Regions from separate parts of the Mus musculus genome. Here region 1 is linked to region 2. Evidence: chromatin contacts called from public Hi-C data. All regions are on one chromosome and are shown on one strand. Each heading gives the region's core, a stretch centred on a gene start, on an enhancer-like site or on the middle of the called end of the contact. The rest is flanking DNA. Distances are from core to core; before and after follow the strand shown.

Region 1 (2,896 bases), core at 164-2,663, 160 kb before region 2:
TCCCAGTGCTTGGAAGGCTAACACAGGAGGTTTTGCTATGAGTTCAAGGCCAGCTCAGGCTACAGAGTGAGATTCTGTCTCAAAATCATAGAAATTAACTAAAAAAGTTTAAATAATTAATGTTTTTTTAAAAATTCAGCATTTCCTGCTTGGCAGGTAGAAAGAATCCCAGGAAGTTGCTTGAGACTACCTTAAGCAATGTAAAAACAAGATTTTCAGATATGCAAACTGATTGGATTTAGTAAGCTCCAAGTAAATGCTTAAGTAACCGATTCCTGATTATGGATCTTAAGGAGGATCAATGTAGAGAATGTAAGCAAGACTGAGTTTACAGCTGGGTGTGGGGTTCACTCACACACAGCCGTGACTCTGGCAGAGGGGAAGGAGACGGGGGTGGGGTGGGGTGGGGGGGCCGGGGGACCAGGCTTCAAGCTCCTCCTGCATTGGCAAACTGAGACCCAGGACACCTGCCTAGCCAGGTGTGGTCTCTTGCACTGCTTCGTGAATGTGGCTGCAGCTGTGCAGGATGACCTGACTGCTCTGAGCACAGCTTTTCATCTTCTGGAATGTAAGTGTGCCGTGGTCCTTGGCAAGGGAGGGGCACAGTGCATGTGCACCACGCACAAAGTTCTGGGCAAACATATCATACACATTCCTAGGTCTCAGCAGATGCCCTACACATGGCAGCTGACTTGTTACTGTTATTCCCAGAAGGACATGAACAGCCATGGCTTCCTGGTAGCACACCCCCCTGACTTTGAAGACTTTATGAGCAGAGGTTAAACCTTACTTTTATATCATGCACAATGGATCCCAACTCCCATTTACCAATGATAATATCATTATGACTGTTCTATCAGCTACTTTTCTTATCTCTGTGACCCAGTATATGACAAGGAGCTTAAGGGAAGAAAGATTTATTCTGGTTCATGATTCAAGGAAGAGGCAAGGCCAGGTATTGCAGACACTACTACTTGAGTTGAGGGAATTGGGGATTGGAGCTCACGTCCTCATCCTTGTGGGGCACTTTAGCCACTCACATCTCAGCTCCGCTTTTATACCAACATGACAGGATTGCCCTTTAAAGTTTCCCTTTATAAACAGCAACAAACAAAAGCCCCAAATGCGCGTCGGGGGCTCCAAAGGACCACGCCCCTCCCGACCGCTGCTTAGCAACCCGAGGAAGCCGGGCTGCGAAGACGTGCAGTCAGCGCCACCTGGTGCCTGTGAACAGGAGTGATGAAACTTCCTCTTGCCAACTCCACACTCAGACCCAAACCTTAGTTAAGTCTCTTGTTCCGCACTGGTAGTTCGGTTTTGCTTCTGAAAATAGCAGTAGCTCTCTCTGCATAGGACATCACCTCCAGGGATGAACGTGCACGAATCTGAGGAGAGGCTACTCTACTGCCTTTAGATGTCGGGGTGCCATTCCATGGGCGGAGGGTCTGGGAGGAGGAGGTGAGCTGAGCGGAGGCCTTCATGTCTCTCTGCTTCCTGACTGCTGTCTGTCACCTCTGCTGCCACATCCTTCTGTCACAATGGATGGTATCCCTCCAAGAGTGAGCCTAGAGAAACCCTCCTTCCTTAACTTGCTCTTATTGGGTCTTTTCTCAGCAAGCAAACTAAGACACCTGACAAGACCAACCTAGGGCTGAGAGGTGATGAGAAACAGGACCGGAAGCAGGCGGAGCAATGCCCCCTTCCCGAGTGCACCTCATCTGCCCCTCTCGGCTCCCTTCGTGAGTGAACCTCGCCTGCCCTAGAGACTCTCAGCACAGATGCCCTGTTCTGAACCTGCCACGTTCAGGAGCTGGAACTCAGAAAGTGTAACTTCCCCCCTCCCTCCTCCCAGCCTCCACCTGTGTTCTCTTTTTTTTCCCCCGTTCAAAATTGCTGTCCTCGAGTTCCCTTCTGTATCAGTTCTTAAAATTCTTTTTCCATGAGAGGACAATGCACAAAAGAAACCCCGTGTCCCTTGGTGACACTTTCCAAGGTTCTTAAAATACCTCACAGACCTTGGGCTCCTCGCTGCCAGCTGGGAGTGTCTGCAGAGCTTCGCCCACAGAGGAAATTTCCTGGAAAGGCAGGCAGGCAGGCCGCCTCTCCAGATGGACCGGCTCTATCCAATCCCTCCACGTCCCAGCCCCAATGCAAGAGCTTTAGTTTGATGATGGGGTCACCGTTCTGTCATTGGGCTGAGGGGTTTACACATGGTAATTATCCTAAGTTCATGGGACCTCTGAGGGACTGGGAGCACCATACAGACAGCCACAGAATGCCAATTATAAACTCCTCAGTCATAGTTAAACATTGGCTGCAACCCTCAAGTGTAATCGAGGGGAACTGGGTTTGAGGTTCCTTTGGGATTCTCTGGCTTAAGGATGAATTCTGACTTGATTAACATGGGAGAGAAAGGAGCATGCTTGGGTCTTGTTTCTTATTACAAAGACACATAGCACTAGACACAGATTAATCCACAAAAGCCATGGCAAGGACCTTGAATGGTCTTAAGTGCTATGAAAATGCGGCCTTGCCACTCCAAGCTCCTCACCCCCAAATCCCCTCCCCATACACATTGATCTCTACAGGGGCTTAAAAGGAGGGGCGTTGTCAGCCTCTTCCTACATGCCCTACAGTTGTCACGGGTGACAAACCCCATTATGCATTTCTTCAGTTAGCAAAATAAGAGTCCTGGAGAAGCTATTCCTATCAGTTCCTGCTCGCAGCTTTTAAATCCTGGTCTCCCGAGGGTTGGCTTGTCATTACTTTGTAAAACCAGCAAAGGGCGCACAGGGCTCATGTTGGTACCTCTGCATCCCTGGCTATTATATCCAGGTGCAAAAGACCCTTTCTATTGTGCACAAACAAGTCCACATAAACACCAAACGAGAGCTAA
Region 2 (2,700 bases), core at 37-2,536:
CAAGAGATGGTATGACCAGAGCTGTTATGTTTATAACCCGGGCCCTGGGAGCCATAAAAAGCTAGACTGCACCCCTGTCCTCCCTAGGCCAATTAAACAGACAAGAGACAAGCAATGTTGGGAAGAGGAACAAAGGGGTGCAGTGACCCCCAAGTTCATCATCAGAGTCCTGACAGGAGGTTTGGATTGAATTGAGGGCGTGTGTGCATAGCTAAGCCATGCTGGTCAAGTGTGGTTCCGCCCATCGCTGACCTTGCTCTCAGCTCCTGCCCTGCACAGCGATCTGACAGGTTGTCAGAGCTGTGTGACATCTCTTCCTGGGAGACAAGTTGTCCCTCTCACTGGCGCCAGGCTGCATCCTTGCCCTTCCCCCAAGAAGATACTCCTAGGAAATTCAAATTTCTTGGAGACTATTACTTTAATAGTCTGATGGCCAAAGTGTGGGACGCAATGCCTCTCTTCAGAATACCTCCACTCCCGTGAGGATGGTTATGGGAGCTGACTGAGCAGAAGGAAGGAGGTCACCTGGAACTGGTTATACCTAGCCATTTCCTGTCTTGCTCTCTGCTTCCTGGATGTGGTGCCGTGGGCTGCTTGCTGTGACCCTCCCTGTGGTGAAGCACTGAACCCAAATAGGCCTTTCCTTCGTTAATTCGCTCTTTGATTCCTCATAGCTATGTCAAAGTAACCAATTCAGGGCTTCAAAACCATCCGCTGGGTTCTGGCTCCATTCTTCCTCAAGTCCTGTAATCTGTCCACCCACATACACCTACCTGCCACATCCTGAGAGGACAAGTCAGCCCTCCCACCTTCTCCTACCCTTTATACTCTGGAGGTTCTTGAAGTGGGCTGAACAGTGGTTAGCATTGGGTAGGAGTGACGGCTGATCTTCCTTGTCAGTTTAACTGGGTCTGGAATTAAGTGAGACAGACTCTGTGCTGATCTGTGTGGGCATTTCCAGGAAGGATGAACAGGGAGAAGATAGAAAGATGGCCTCAGAAGAAAATGATCTGTCTTTCCCTGCCCACATCTATCCTGCTAGTGAGCACCAGGTTGCTGCAGCTGCAGCCACCGCTGTCCTTCAGTGATATTGTGACTCAGCTTCTACATCCTTACAAGAAGGACTGAAGATCAGTAGTGTCTCCAGCACCATACTGGGAGTTCTGAGGCGCTGGCCTTGCCAACTGAGTGGCCACTGGTCTCAGTCTCTCTAAAACGTGGATAGCGATGCTGCTGTGCTGCGCAGCCCACACAGTGTAAGCCAAGCTCCACGCATATGCAGTCTGTCAGTTCTGTCCCTCCCTAGAACACCCCACCCCCGACACTCAGCCGGTGGCTCAGAGAGGAGGAAGAGGGAAAGTGTGAGCTTTAGATAATTTACAAGCCTCATGCTTATTTCTTTCAGAATTAAGGTTGCCTGTATACGTTTGGGAGGAGAGAGGAGAAAACAGAACACAAAGTAAGAAGGAAATTACAGAGGAGGAATAGAACATCTCTTTTGAGTTGCTACCTCCACTTAAAATATTTAGCAGAAAGAGTGGGTGTCAGGCAGAGGAATTGGAAACAATGTTGCCATACAAGAAACCAGGAACATGCTTTCTCCTTCCTGCCCGCCAGCCTGGGAACTCTGGTTACAGGTCACCTGTAGGCAAGATAAGTAAGCCCCTGCAAGTCCCTGCTGGGCAGGGTCCTGATGGGAGAACTCTTGCTCCTCTCCAGGAGACCAGGCACTTGCTGGGCTGGTTGCACTGACTACCAGGCTCCTTACCTAAAACCACACGAACCGGCTCCCAGAGAACTACACAGTCAGGCAGGCGAAGGCACAGAAACAGGGTGCCTGGAACAGGGTCCCCACCCTCTGTACAAAGCTTGCTGTCCCCCTGAGGCACAACACAACCTCAAGCTTCCCTCTAGGCCATCAGGATGCGCAGCCACTTCATCCCAGACCTTGCATCAGCCGTGCCTTCTAGGATGGTGCTGAAGAGTGATAAGCTCCTGTCAAGAGACTGGTGGGCTCACTACAGAGGAGGGCTTCGGGTGGTGTCATAGCTCTGTGTATGTTTATAGTCTACAGGGATGGGGGTCGTCCTGGGAGCTCACACATTAGACAAGTGCTGCCCCCGCCCTCCTCCCTCTCTGATTTTGGTGCCAGCCTGGTCTATAAAGTCCCAGGATAGCCAGGGCTACACAGATAAACCCTGCATCAAAATAAAATAAAATAAAATAAAATAAAATAAAATAAAATAAAATAAAATAAAATAAAATAAAATAAAAAAATAAAATAAAATAAATCAGTAATAAAATACCAGCACTGACTTTGTCACCTAACTTTGCATTTCAGCAAATACCCAATGGGCTAAAAAGAAATAGATATTTGTTCTTTATCCTGAGTTTCTGCTAACACTTCTCAAGCCAAGAGAATAAGAGAGATTTCTGAGGATGGTACCAAGGCTGTCCTCTTGTTTTCACATGTGTATGCATATATGTGCACTTCCACATGTGTACACATGCTCCCATGCATGTACATTCTTAAACATGAACAACATGCACTACACATTTACATATGCACATTAAAAACAACAATTCATGTTCTCTGCTCTTCTGGCACACAATTCCTGAAGCGTTACCTATTGAATAATTTATTTATTTATTTTTTGCCTCAACTGAAAAAGGCATCCATTTATTTCCCATCTTCATTCC

The links. A called contact is a pair of places that touch in the nucleus more often than the background predicts.
Region 1: a Hi-C map of cerebral cortex shows a contact between it and region 2, with 2.5 times the contacts expected there. The contact joins two enhancer-like sites. A contact is called at or near these places in 15 of 484 Hi-C or Micro-C datasets (the Patski cell line, Sertoli cells, cerebellar granule neurons and 9 more).

Annotation. Positions count from the first base shown.
Region 1 is chr8:126,256,643-126,259,538 of GRCm38.p6, reverse strand. The region is part of intron 2 of Slc35f3 (solute carrier family 35, member F3); the gene reads right to left. Among named protein-coding and RNA genes, the nearest start is that of Gm31165, 34 kb to the left of the region's middle. Within about 2 kb of position 1,413, at least 6 of the 459 cell types and tissues checked have an H3K27ac peak or open chromatin away from gene starts, as enhancers often do. A contact at or near this core is called in cerebral cortex, where this site is marked.
Region 2 is chr8:126,095,402-126,098,101 of GRCm38.p6, reverse strand. All of the region lies in intron 1 of Gm46072 (a long non-coding RNA gene), which reads right to left. Among named protein-coding and RNA genes, the nearest start is that of Gm46072, 24 kb to the right of the region's middle. Within about 2 kb of position 1,286, at least 8 of the 459 cell types and tissues checked have an H3K27ac peak or open chromatin away from gene starts, as enhancers often do. A contact at or near this core is called in cerebral cortex, where this site is marked.